2 separate regions of the Mus musculus genome follow, and region 2 is linked to region 1. The links are chromatin contacts, called in public HiChIP or PLAC-seq maps. All regions are on one chromosome and are shown on one strand. The core of a region is the stretch at or near the end of the contact, and the rest is flanking DNA. Distances in the headings are between cores, read along the strand shown. Region 1 holds the start of Phactr3 (phosphatase and actin regulator 3). Region 2 overlaps Phactr3 (phosphatase and actin regulator 3).

Evidence for each region. HiChIP or PLAC-seq counts read pairs in DNA pulled down with a chosen protein or histone mark.
Region 2: an H3K4me3 HiChIP or PLAC-seq map of neural tube shows a contact between it and region 1, with 2.9 times the contacts expected there. The contact joins the enhancer-like site here to the promoter of Phactr3 in region 1. A contact is called at or near these places in 2 of 15 datasets of contacts at CTCF or cohesin (both in embryonic stem cells), 28 of 484 Hi-C or Micro-C datasets (the CH12 cell line, ECoMG myeloid progenitors, the N1E-115 cell line and 17 more), 15 of 115 datasets of contacts at active chromatin or transcription factors (SST interneurons, VIP interneurons, craniofacial prominence and 10 more) and 2 of 9 other capture datasets (embryonic stem cells and pancreatic islet).

Annotation. Positions count from the first base shown.
Region 1 is chr2:178,139,136-178,146,146 of GRCm38.p6, forward strand. It overlaps Phactr3 (phosphatase and actin regulator 3), which reads left to right and starts at 2,798. Exons shown (of 13, transcript NM_028806.2): 1 at 2,798-3,364. The coding sequence starts at 3,250.
Region 2 is chr2:178,239,088-178,246,098 of GRCm38.p6, forward strand. The region is part of intron 1 of Phactr3 (phosphatase and actin regulator 3); the gene reads left to right. Among named protein-coding and RNA genes, the nearest start is that of Phactr3, 100 kb to the left of the region's middle. Within about 2 kb of position 2,429, at least 30 of the 459 cell types and tissues checked have an H3K27ac peak or open chromatin away from gene starts, as enhancers often do. A contact at or near this core is called in cerebral cortex, embryonic limb bud, neural tube and 1 more, where this site is marked.

The DNA of each region.
Region 1 (7,011 bases), core at 1,548-4,047:
AAGCTTGATGGAGAACACCCCTGTGATACTTGGTCCCCCCTTCTCTGGACCTCCAGCTCACCTGTCACTGTTAGACTCGAGGTTCCCTTGGCCCCCCTACCAGTGTAGCATCATCAAACCATCAAAGCTGGCTTCCGTCTCTCATCCACACCTCTTCTATCTGCAGCTCGCCTGCCCACTGACTCTGACTCCCCCAGCCCAGCCTCAGCTTCTACCCCACAAATTTGACATCTTCTTATTCCACCTCCATGATCCCCCACCCCCATCCCATCAGCCTGTGCCTCCTCAACAGCAGCCAAAAGGTCCTTTGGAGATACACCTCTGCCTCTGGTTGCTTTGCTCCATTCTTGAACAAGAGGCAAACTCCAAAGAAGACAAGGGGTGATGGGGCTCACGGAACACCAAGCTGGGCCCTGCCAGGAGGGTACAGGACACCAGGCTGGGCCCTGCCTCTTTGCAGGAATGGTAGAAATCTGTGTTATCCTTCCAATGAGCTTTGTCCCGGATCTTCCCTTTACCTGGAGATACCTCCCATGGTCCTGATTGGCTGCTTTCTCATGCCTTTGTTCCCTGAACATCATTTCTTCTCACCAGGCCCACCCCTCCTCCAGGGAGGCCTCCCTCTCAGCCTCATGGCTTGTCTGTGAGTTATCCATAGAGTACTACCAAACCAACGCCAGGCCCCATTTGTTTACTATGCTTCTCTGGGAAATCGCAGGTGTAGCCACACAGACGGTGCTCAGGAAATCTTTGATAGACTGGCAGACACATCTATGAATCAGCACTCTCTGTAAGAATGTAGCCTGCTCGGACAATGTGGGAGTGAACTGGTCCTCCTGTGGGCTTTTCCTTATCTCTTCTGGGTTCACATACTGTGTGTCAGTGTGTGTGTGTGTGTGTGTGTGTGTGTGTGTGTGTGTGTGTGTGTGTGTTTCCAGATGCCCTGGGGCAGCCACATTGGTCCTCAGGGTTACTCTAAGTTGGGGAGAAACAGCTTTAGGTTTTCTAACCCAGGATACCGTTGTTCACTTGATTCTGAAGGGGGGACAGGTAGGCTGCCAGGTGAGAGCCTCAGCAGGTGAGAGGGGAAATCCAAGTGCTCTTCAGACCCAACATCAGCCTAACACCTCCATGCACATTTTAAAGGAAAAAAGAAAACTTTTCTAAAATAACTGGCGTACTACAAAGCTCACCCCTGTAGCATGTAGACGTCTGTGGATTTTTAGTGAATGTAGAGTCAGGAAACTGTTCCCACAGGCCAATTTTAGATTATCCTGAGTATCTGGGGTTACCTCAAGGAAACCGTGCACCCATTTGGCTATAATCTCCTTCCTGTTCTGCTCACTGCCCTGTCCTGGGCACCCACAAAGCCTCACTTTTATCCTTCAATGCCTCTTTGCAATGGGGTCAGAAGAGAGAGAACATCTCATGCTGTCTTCTCTCGTGCGTGTGTCTCCTGGCCTGCCACGATGCTTACATCTCACTCTTTTTCTTGGAGATAGGTTTTCACTGTCTAGCCCCTAGCTGGGGTGGCTCCAAAGTCATGAATTCCACCCCAGTCAGCCTCTGGAATGTGGGGATTACAGGTGGGAGCCACCATATGACACTAATCAGTTGACAGATGGCTGGTTTGCTTGTGTTTTTGGACCACCATGAAGGGTGGTCTCCTGCTCAGTCTTGAGGTGCATCTAGTTCATTTATTCCAGAGAGTTTATGGAAAGGAGGGAGGGAGGGAGGGAGGGAGGGAGGGAGGGAGGGAGGGAGGGAGGGAGGGAGGGAGGGAGGGAAAGAAGAGGAGATTGAGCTCCCACTCCAGATTACTGAGGCCGGGAACTTCTTGGACAGGGATCTGCACACCAACCAGGAAGCCACATCCTTACAATGTGTGTGCCAGCCAGGGTCTGAGAATGACCTAGTCTACAATTTAAGGCTCTCCTGCCTAGTGTGTGCCCAGTGATCAGAAAGAGTGGGTTTTCTATGCTGCTTTGAATTTTAGAACTTTATTTTGGAACTTGAGCCATCATCTGCCCAAGAGTGAAGTCTAAGCACTTTTCCTATTTCTTGCAGTATCCCCTGGGCATCTTCCAACCCAGCGAGGTGACACAGCAAGGTCCCCGACCCTTATAAGACTTTCCTTTCCTAGTTTTTCCCACTGCAGGGGAGAGGAGTTGCCAGCTCACCTCCAAGCTCCTCCTAGGAAAGGGAGAAAGGCTTCCTTAGGCAAGGGGGAGGGAACTTCCTTGCTGTTCCCTCTAGTCCTTGGTCCCCTCAGTTTCCTTAAAGGTGAAACTCCCTGACAGGCACCTATGCCTATGGGCTAAGGAATGGATAGAGGGGAAGAGAGTAGTGCCCCACAGGTCCTGACCAGGCACTTGATGCTGCCCCCTTTTCGTTGTGGATAGGTGAGCATAGGGAAGACCATGTCATAACCATCTCCAAGAGGAGGGCCAGGAAAACCAGCCGCCAGGATCTGCCTGGAGAGTGCCTTCAAGGGAGGCACCGCCCTCGCCTCAGGGCTCCTCCTTTCCTGTTGGTGGAGGGCGGGGTGGGAGGAAAGACTGGGGAGGGGGGAGAGGGCATGTGGCTGCTTTCTGTCCTAGAGCCCCAGGTATGGTGGTGGGCGGATCATAACCTACGATCCAGTCCATATGTCTCCCCGGCCTCTGACAGTCCAGGTATTTGAGACCCCTCCCCATCACCACTCATTCTCACTCCCAGCTTCGTGACGTCATGCTCCTCCCATGGCATGATGGGAGAATCCTAATGTTTTCCAACAGATGCTCCAAGAACAGCTTTCAGATTAAAGCAATTGCAAGAGCAAAGATTCTCCTTTTTCCCTTTTTTTCGGGGGGGTGGGGGGTGGGGTGGGGGGAGGGAGCACCCCCAGACATTCCTGGACATCTCCCCCAGCCCCAAGCACGCCATAAACACTGACAAGAAAAAGTTTTTATTTCCTGGTTCAACTTTTTTTTTTCCCCTGGAATATAAGCAGAAGAATGGGAATAAATACGAATAAATAACAAAGCGAGGCCGCGCAAGCCGGGATGCGCCTGGCTGCAGCCTGCAAGGCTTTTGTCTCCCCACCCTGAAGCCAGCCTGGCGTCCTCCTCCGTTCTTTTTCTTTCCTGGTCCCTTTTGCTTTTCCTTTTAAAAAAGACGCCCTCTCCAGCCCCCTCGCCGGTGACCTTGGCCGCCTAGGATGCTCTGATTCCGCATCTCCCTCCAACTTGCCCCTGCGTCGCCTTTCCCATGGCCGCATCCGAGGACGGCAGCAGCTGCCTTGTGTCGCGGGGCCGCTCGCAGAGTGACCCCAGCTTCCTCAGCGACTCCTCAGCCACCTCCACGGACGCCGGGGAGAACCCAGGTACTGGGCCCGGCGGGGGCGGCCAGGCGGGGTGGGGGAGACACGAGGCAGGTGGCATGGGGACCATGTCCCCACGCGCCACAGCTCCCCCCGCCCCCGCCTTTACTGGGGGGGACAGCGATCCGATTCAGGTGCCACGAGGGCCCGTGATTCCTGTCCCCAGCAAACAGGGCTGCCTCGGAGCCCTTTGTCCAGAGAGGAACCGCTTTGCTGGTAGAGCTAGGTATTCTGCAGTGTGCTCTGTTGGCTGGCTGCTGGTCTTTGAACCCCCAGTAGGGAGTGCCATGGTGGGCAGCTGACTGACCAGTGGAAGGGTCTTCGTGTCACCTCCGCCCAGGGCTGGTGCCTACTCTGCCCTCTGTCCAGGCCCTTCTATGGTCCTGTACAGGGTCCCCACCCGAAGGATCAGGGCAGCAGTACACTCCTGCAGCCACCGTGCCCAAGGCTGTCAATGGGCACCAGGACTCCAGCCAGGTCTGGCGCACCTGGGCGCGCCCGCCTCCCGGGACAGGTGTGCTGGACAGAGCTGCTGTGGGGAAATGAAGGGTGTGAGGCCAACGGGCATTGCCGGGGTTTCTTTCTGCTCTGTGTCCACTCTTCCACATTCAAGGCAATGTGGATTGTTTAGGTGATAAACAGGTCACAGAGGCATCTATGTGGCTTGATTGATGACTTTCCTTGGGACCAAGAAAGGCCTAATGAAGCAGGAGGGGGTGGGCTGTGTGCTCTGTCACCATGGAGACGCAGGAAGCAAAGTGATCATTAAAACCTTTCTCCACCAGAAGGCAATTTTCACTTCTGGGGAGAAGTCAGAGCTTCTGAAATGGATCTTTCAAAAAAAAAAAAAAAATCAGAGCTGGTGTGTGTGTCAAGTGGAGGGGCTCAGTTCTGTGTCTTCATGAGGTGCAATCCCTCTTAGTTGCTGTTTGATAACACCTTGCCTTGCCTTCCTTTGTACACTTCTCTTTAAATCCAAGGACTCATGAATGGGGGCTGAATGGTGTTAAATGATTGTTAAATAATGGCATTAAATCCCAGGGGCCAGCAAAGACTGCCTTTGTAGGGAGAGATTCCATAAGAGCTATACTGCCCAGAAAACCCCCTTTTAAAAAGTAGCTCTGAGGGACCCAAAGTGGAAGAGTGAGGGGGAGGACGGAAGGAGCTGAAGGGGATTGCAATCTCACAGGAAGAACAGCAATATCAACTAACTGGACCCCCACGAGCTCCCAGGAACTAAACCACCAACTACAGAGTACATATGGAGGGAGCCATGGCTCCTTGGTCCTGTGGAGGCCCCAGTGTAGGGGGATGCTAGAGTAGTGAGGTGGGAATTGGGGGGGGAGTGGATAGGGGAGTACCCTCATAGAGGTAAAGGGCAGTGGGGATGGGATGAGAGGTTTTGTGGAGGGGAAACCAGGAAGGCAACAACATTTGAAATGTAAATAAAATGCAATAACCAACATAAATAAATAAACAAAAATAAAGTAGCTCTGTGGGTACCAGGACCTGTTATGGAAATTTTAAGCCATAAACCCACCGAGTCTTATAAGATGTCTTTGTTAGGACTTTGGCAGAGTCAGTCACATCTGCTCACCTCAATGTGCCAGGAGAGGGAGTCCCTGACTCTAGGAGGGCAAGTTGATTTCCATAGTTTCCAGGGCAGGCTGCAGCAAGCAGACCCTTAAGTCATTAATGAAGTCTTCCCTTAGTCCTGTGTAACACCCATGGCAGATAGCTTTCCTAGCTCTCAGAGATACTGTGGAAGGTGAATGGTCCCTTACCAGACAACTACTTCCACTCCTTTGTCTCTTTGGCAGTAAAAAGAGGCAAACTTGAAATGATGGTGGATTTAGCTCTTTGGCTGTCCATGAGCTGATGCATCCGTGGGAGGCAGTAACAGGTTTGGCAGGTGGGCTGCTATCTGTCCACGAGGGAGCAGGGAGGAGGGCTCCGACGCCCAGGATGAAATCTAGCATGGGAGGACATGTGCTGGAGCCGTCGACAGGTTAGAATGGTTAGAATGGAGCCAAGCGAGCAGCTATGGGGGAGTGAAAAGTCTAAAACTCTATGAACTGTAGGGCCAGGTATTGAGCATCTGTGGATTGTGTTCAGCAGTGGAGTTCTGGCCAAAGAGAAAATCTTCAGGTTGAGAGACATCCACAAACCTGAAACAGTAAGGGTGGGGTGTGGAAGGTGCTTGCATATGTGGAAGGTTGTGGGAGACAAGCTAAATGTGATGTACCACCTGACTGCCTGGGATGTGCCAGGGCTTCCAGAGAGTCTGATGTTCTAGTCAGTTCTTGTCACAGCCCTTCATTTGACCCTCCATGCAGGTTCCCTTCCCTCTGGCTACCTGCTGCTCTAGCTGGGCACTCCTGAATGCTGAACCCAGCCAGTAGCGGCACAATGGCCAGATTCAGGTACATAGAAGAATGGCCTACCTCCATCTAGAGTCTTTGTTTTTATAAAACAGTCCTAAATTGCTTTTACCCTTCCTCAAGGCATTTTGAATTTAACGACATTCTCTTAGTCAAATCTCAAAAACGTTCTTGGAAAACCAAGCTCAGGCTGCTTTGGCCCCTCGTTCTCCCCATCAGTACTACCTTGTAGTCCCCCACTCTGATATTTGCTCTTCCCTTCCTGATACAGGACCAGATGGGTGGAAAACAGCCACAGGGGTGTGGCATGTGGGCAAGTCTTCACTGTGTGATCTAATTGCCTTGGCTATGGGGAGCTTACCATACCACTGTGTCTATGTCTGTTTAGAGAACTCTCGCCCTGAGGAGATGTAACTGAATGGCTAGTCCTTCCCTCTAGAAAACCAATGACTGATCTAGACACAATTCTATCAAAATCTAATATGGAAAAACCTGAGAGTTTATTGGGTTTCCTTACAGAACATAGATGAGTGGCTACTTACGGGAATGTCGGCAACTTCAAAACAGCTCCACTACCAGAGGATCTAACCCCAGCATGGATAACAACTGCATGGCCAACCGTCCAGGGTGGATGAATGGAGTTCTTTACCCCTCCATGGTCTCATATACTGTAGCACTTCCCAAGGCTACAAGGTCACATTTCATTAAGGACGTAGGACAGAATTATATACAACTAACAGGGAGAGGAGGAGAGGAGGGGCTGGGATCTCAGGTCGGAGTTCATTAGCCCTCTAGCCCCTCCTCTGTAAGAGAATCTTTGCAGTCAATGCACCTGACCTCAGGGGTCTTTTGCAGATAGTCCCAGTAGATGGGACAGAGATAATACCTGTTGTACTCAGAGGACAGCATTTCCCAGCCGCCTCCTCTCTGTAAGCAGTCATGCAGCGATAGTCTGAGGAATGTGCTTTCTAGTTTAGCTGTGAGGAGTTGTGTTGTGTCCCGTGTTTACCCATGGTGGATAACATGGTGCTGGTGTCCTGAGCAAAGTCTGATTAGTGCTCTTATGATAGCCGGATGCCAGCTCATGGGATCTCCGAGCCATAGGAGTCCACACTTGTTACGGTGATGACATTGCCCTTTCTGCTCAGTATATACTGTTTCACACTTCTTACGGGAGCTGTTGCAGACGGTGACACTACCTTCTGCCCCAAATCTTGCCAATACCCCAGGTCATGAGTTTGTGTTTCTTAGCACGAAGGGTGACAAATG
Region 2 (7,011 bases), core at 1,179-3,678, 100 kb after region 1:
GACACCAAAGAAAAGAGAGGCCATAGAAGCAAGAGGAGCCGCTTGTCACAGCAAGGGGTGACAAGCACCGCTAGAGAAGGATGCCAGGCTTGTGAGTTTCCCATCCGCTAACAGAAGAGCTTTAACAGGAGAGGGGCCCCAAACCCTGCTTCACCAGGACGTGAAGTCATGAGGTAAGGGACAGACCAAGTCCTTGTTCTTAAGACAATCCTGTTCCAGTGGGAAGGGGAGAGATGGCCAGGACAGAAAGTTCAAGTGGCTACCTGACCAGTAGCTGAAAGTGACCACAGAGAAGGGGTCTGGGGAAGCCGCGCCTTTGTTCAGTGGGCGCTCAGGTGGGGAGTCCTCAATTCAGTAGTGTTGGGTATGTCACAGAGAAGAGCCACTGCCGAGACTATGAGGTGGCCATGATGGGACACAGAAGCAGGATGTGAGTGTAGCCTTCAGTGTGGCTGGAGTGTACCACCCGCTCAAGGCAAGTGACTGTCAGACACAACCTATACCTTCCAGGGGAATCTGCATTAGTATTCTCTGTGCGTGGAGCCTCCAGAGAGCTATGCCTGAAAAGCACTGCGCTTGGTCTGAGTTTTTGACTATTTCTCTCTGGGTGATTGGGGAGCAGCAATGGATGGGGCTGAGGCAGGGGCAGCACCACTGTTGGCACTGCAGATGACAACAGACTGACAGGTAGAGGTGACTGTGGGAGGGGCCGAAAGGTCTAGAGACATTGGCAAATGCTGTGCCTGCTTTGACATGGAGCCTGTATCTGGACATGGTCTGGACCTCACGGAATGGAGGGCAGTGTTAGATCCGGGGTGTCCACATACAGTCAGGTCAGGAAGATCCCTGCCAGAAGAGAAGAGGCGTACGTGGGTGTCGTCTGGCTCAGCTATGGGACCTACAACACATACTCAAGTCCACGCATGTGCTATGTTGGGTTCTGAGGCATCTATGGGAGCTCTCACTGCAGCCTTCATCACAGGCTGATTTTAAATGTTTTCTTCACCCCAAAGGAAACCATTCATGTGTCCATTCATCCATTACGGAATCACACCCCATTTCCTTCCTCAGTCTATGAGCACCCAGGTACTCTCTGCCTCTAAATTGTCCTGTTCTGACCTTTCATAAAAATAAGAAAGTGTGTGGTATGTGTGTGTGCATTATGTGTGTGTATGTGTATGTGTGGTGTTTGTGAGTGTGTGTGGTATGTGTGTATCTATTGTATATATGTGTATAATGTGTTATGTATGTGCAGTGTGTGGTATGTTTGTGAGTGTGCCTGTTTGTGTGAATGTTCCTGTGTGTAAGTGTGGTGTGTGTATAAATGTGTGTGTGGTATCTGTGTGTATGGTTGTGTGTGTGTACATATGTATACATCTGTGGTTTATGTGCATGTGTGTGCATGTGTTATATGTGGTGGATGTGTGTGGTGTGTGCATGTGTGTATATGTGTTTGTGTGTGGGGTGTGTGTGTGTGTGTTTATGTGTGTGTACATTTGTCTGCATATGCTGGTATGGAAGCCCATCCCATGTAGAGGCCAGAGGAGGACATCAGTTGTCCTGCTCCATCACTATCTGCCTGATTCTCTTGAGAATGAGGTCTCTCCCCCATCCTAGAGCTGAGCTGGCAGCCAGTCAGCTCCAGCTATCTTCCTGCCTCTGCCTCCCACAGTGCTGGGGTTAGAAGCCATGCACAGCCATACCTCAGTTTTTCCTTAGGTGCTGGAGATTTGAACTCAGAGCCTCACACTTACAAAGCAAGTGCTTTGATCTGAGGCGTCTCCTTAGCTCGGTGTGTGGTCCTTTATGATTTAGGTATTTTGCTTGGTACCCTGTTTTCAGGGTCCAGCCATGCTGCAGCCTGCTGCCGCTCTGCTCCCCCTTATGGCCGAATCTGTCTATCTATAGATTAGCTGCACTGTGTGTCTCACTGCTGAACTTCTGGGCTGTCTCACCACATGGCTGTTAGGAACAATGCTACCATGGATATTTACATGACAATTCCGTGTGGATTGTGTTTTCAGGAGTTGGGCTGTTAAGTGGTAACTGTTCGTCGTTTAAGGGAGCTGCCAGCCTCGGCTTTTGAGCCCCAGTTCCAAGTCCCAGATATGTGTGAGGTTCCGGACATCTCTGCCTCACCCTCATTCACAGCTGACCGAGATTTCTCTGATAACTCCACCATGTTGAGGAGTTAACCATGGCAAAGCTAGCCACCCCAGAGAACGAATGGGCTCAGGAGCGGGGTCCTCTTCTCTGTCTTTACTCAGACTTGTTTCAACCTGAAGCAAGGGCTGGCCCTCTTGGCCTTGATTACATTTGCCTGATGGATGAGGGAAGAAATCATTTCCAAGGCTGAGACCCTAGTAGTCCCCAGTGGCTCCATTTGGCTGAAACATTAAAACCACAAGTGCAAGCTTTCCTGCTGGGCTACAACTGTGATCAAAGACCCTTTGTACTGTACCAGCAGCTGGAGAGTGAGGAGTCAGAGGGAGGCGAGGTGGCTGGGCCAGTCTCTGCTGTGTGCACAGAGCAGCTGGCCAGTGTGTGCCTTCTTTGACTCTGGTCTAAGCACCTCTGCTTTGGGTGGCTTCGGGAACTGGTGCTGCTTCCTTACCTGGAGAGTCCTGAAGCCTGTGGTGCTTGGGCCCCTGTGGAGGCTGATGCATCCAGAGCCTTTCCGGGGGTGGGGGGTGTTGTCTCTGGGATGTACACTCAATGAAAACACACATACTTGACCTCTTTGACCTCCAGGCCTTTTCATGCTGTAGAGAGCAGAGTGGGTCAGCTGAATATGTTACAATTTTTTTTAACTTTTTATTATACTGGATTGGTTTATGGTGTCTTTTAATCTTTATGTATGTGTGCAGTTAGGAACTGTGTGTGCTACATGCACTCGAGCCTGTGTGTGCGTGTGTGTGTCTATGTACATGAACATGGAGTTCAAAGTCAGAAGATAGCTGGTGTCTTCCTTTGTAGTTATCCAGCTTGTTGCCTGGAGCCAGGGTCTCTCCGTGAACTGTTAGCTCACCCTTGAGGCGGGATGGCTTGCTCACCAGCAAGCGCTTGGGATCTATCTTTCTGTGATGCTCAATGTTAGGGTTACAAGCTTGCGAAGCCATGCTCAGCCTTGCAGATTCAAACTCAACCTTGTCAAGTGAGTACTTGACACACTGATTCCTTGCCCTGGCCTTTGATCAAATTCTTAATAAAAATAAGTAAAGGTTTAATTTGATGGCATTGAGTGAAGTGGTCTTGCCATACTGTAACACCATGGCCGAGGCCAGATCACTCCTGTCACTTTACAGGAAGGGACTCTCCTTGCCCTGTCTGGATGGCCACTAATCCTGTCTTGATTCTTACAATGGGGTCCTGAGCTCTTCAGCCATCTATCTGTTCTGATTCCTCTCTGTACTGCCAACCTCAGGGGCTCTGTACTCTCTGCTTCCTCAGCAGAGGACATGTGTCCCCCTGGCCACCTCAGGTCGCCAGGAGCACGAGGCCCTGCGTGTGAGTCAGGTATGCACTCAGCTGCCCGGGGCTCATATCTTGTGGCATTGGTGGGAGAGTAGTTCTCACCTGTGGGAGATTGTGCACCCTCATGTGTTAGTTTGAAGGCAAAGCTCAGCAAGGTGTGCAAAGGACTTAGCACAAAGTCAACTGGCGTCAGAGGCTCAACTGCTAGTCACCTTCTTACTTTGGGACACTTGAGGTCAAGTTCATGCCACAGTGATGCGGACAGCTTGTGACATTCAGTACATGTGTGTGGCCATCTAGTCATTTTCTGTGTCTCTCTAGAGTGCCCCATGGCACCCAGGGATGATACAGCCCCTCAGTTTCCCCAGTCTCTGGCAGCCACTCATGCTTTCTGTGTGTGTGGCTTGACCTACATATGAACTCTCAAACACACAGTCTCTTATGATTGTTTTTTCATCCTCTTTTTTCCGTGGGGACTGATCTAGGTTGTAGAATGAACCAATCTGTCCTGGTGAGTCAGTAAGCCCAAGTAGGCCATCGGGGAAGAGTTCAGCTTAGAATTACTCACCATCCCAGCAATTCCAACACTTCAGATGCGTGAAAAACCTGAAACCAGAAACTCTGGAGACTATGACAGTTCAGAAGTGCTTATCAGCAATGTCACAGCAGCCACAAGGGCCAGCTCCCTAAATGGCAGTCACATGGGCTCACAGATGGGACATGACCTCACAGTACCTTTTTGTTACATTTGATTGTCTTTGTTCAAACTTGGTTAGTGCCTACTGGCTACTGGTTCTCCATTGTGTTAGCTTTCCATGAAGTCTTTTCCTGGTGAAGTGACCCATCATTTTCTAACCACAGAGACTGCCTCAGTGTTTCTCCTGAGTCCTTACATTTGTGAATTCATCCTCACACACACATGTGCAGAGTTGAGGTATAATGTGGGGTGCTGAGAAGTGGAGTGGTGGTTTAGAGTTGAGTTACTATACAAGGTGCTGGGGTCCATGTTTAGGACTTGTGTGGGGTGCTGGAGTTACCATCAGTGTTTGCCTCCTCCCAGGAGAAGGAAGTATTGTTTTGGGTTATGGTGAATAGCCTGCTTGTAAGACTGCCAATCTGGGGTCTAGTGCTGATGAGGAACTTGAGGAAATTTGTGAGGTCATGGGAGAGATGAGAAGATTCCCAGGGTTTGAGGACAGGGCAGTACCATGCAGTCTCATAGGTAGGGGGCTGCAGATGTGGATATGTGCAGAAGGCACAGAAGGTGGGCATTGACGAGACCAGTCCAGCTTGAGGAAGGTAGACACCACGAATATCCTGTTCTGGTGTATTGTCCTCTTGCTGTCTCCATCCCTTGCCCCCAGACTGCACACAGACAGAGTTGGTCTCATCTTAAGATGGATCATAGCTACCAAGAGTCAGTGTCAGGCACCAAGAAAGAGAGAAATGAGTGGCGCTGTGTACCCACCCAGGTCCCCGTGGAAGCTGAGGGATTGGAGCCCCCAGTGCAATGTGAGTTGGGTAAGCTGGCTCTAGGGAGAGGGAAAGGGGATGTCCATGTCTTTGCCTAATAGCCTAGTGGGCTAGACCTCTCTGGACATAGAAGGACCATTCCTCACAATGCTGGCTATCTTCAAGGTCACCCGGCAGACAGCCACCAGGAGTTGTTCATGGAGGACAGGCCCCCATCACAGTTGCTGGCCACTCTGGTTCTGTTGGAGATCTCCGTCTTGCTCTGTTGCTTCTGTGACAATCACCAAAGGAAGCAGGGCCAGCAGGGTGGGGGCCTCGAGCAAAATCAGTTCCTGGGAAGGTGGAACACACTCCCATGCCTCTGTGTGCTTCTCGGGATCCTTTGTTCCTGCGGGGAAGGTCTCTTCCCAGCACAGTGAGTCCGGTGGTCACCATACCCAACAAACCTTCAGGAACATCGTGTGTCCTGAAAGATTCTGAGATGTACACGTACTTAGACTGGTTTCCATGGGTGAACTTAAAGCTGAAAAAAATCCTGGCTTGTCTGCATTTGGTTCTTACCTACGTACTGAGCCCTGGCAGGGCCCTGCTGGACTCTGTTTTTGGACCTTTACTTCATCTTGATCCTCATGGTCAAATAGCCATGATGGATGTAAAATGAATGAACCTTTAATTCAAAAGCAAATTATAAATTGAGCTAAAGGTCTGCTTTCAGGCTGGGTAGAGCTAAAGACTCAAGTCACAAGCTGCAGTAGTGTGGGAGAGTAATGCACCCCTGGGCCCTAGAGGATGTAAATGACCAACTAGGACCTTCAGCCAGTTATTTCCTGCCTTATAAAAGGAACAAATAGTAGTTTTTCCCTTAAGACATTTCCAAAGGACCCTCCCAGAGTAACAGTTGTACTATGGAGCAAATCCAGGTTTTTATCAATAAAGTTTTGTTAAAACATAGTCACAATCATTGATTTGCTTATCCACTCTGGCAGAGTCTCTGCTCCCACAGCCTGGCTAGTTGGCTGGTACCCAGCTAGGTAGTCAACAGAGCTCTTGGCATTTGTTGCCTGGCCTTTAGAGCAGACATCTGCCCATCACTGACCTCAAAATGAGAAAGGAGCGTGCCTTTAAAATACAAACCTTCTGGCTCAGAGTCTTCCAACATTAAACAAAGCAAGATGCCTGCTTTTGTGTATACAGAGGTGTTTTGCATATGCAGATGTGGAAACATGTGTTTTCAAGCACATAGTACACATGTAGGTACATGTGTACTCAGGGACATGTCCCACAAATGTGTGGAGGCCAGAGGTCACCCTCAGATGTCATTCTTTGAGAGCTATCCCTATGGTTTTGAGAACGGGTCTCTCACTGGGACTTGGGGCTTGCTGGTGAGGCCAGGCTGACTAGCCAGAGACTGCAGGCGCTCACTGCCCCGGCTGACTTTTTAAGTGGGTACTGGGGACTGAATAAGTTCCTCTTACAAGGCAAGCACTCCATTCACTGAGCGTCTCCCTCGATCCAAGACACCCTCTTTTAAGAACAACCTTTGCTTGTCCACAGCTGTCACTGGCATTATGGAAGGAGCACGCCTTGCTTTTTGGTTTTAGAAAGTCCAGACACTTGGATTTTGAGTAAGACTTTTGCTTAATTTGCACTGGAGTCTTGAGGTCTTCCTAAATGCTTTCTCCCCCAACCCCACTTATTCTGTAAGATATAATTTTTAGAATGTCTCTAGAACTGCTTTTATCCCTTGTGAAGATGTAGGTAGCTTCTTGCTTGAGCCTTTGTTTCAGAGTTTGCTCTGAGAAAAGCTAGAAGCATCTGAACAGCAGAAAGAGTGGACCTGGTAGTAACAATTCCCTTCCTCCCTCCCACCCACGACCCCATCGTCTCCTGTCTAAGCTCATGCTCCCAGCTCCACCCAGCATCTCCAGGGCTTCGAGAGTCACAGGTCTGCACTCAGCTTTGCCTGAGGAACTAGACATTTGCCCAGAGGCCTGGTGACCATTGGCAGAGTCACGGGCTGATCCTGAGCAGATGGCACTCTGGTTAGAGCTCTGTCATTACCAC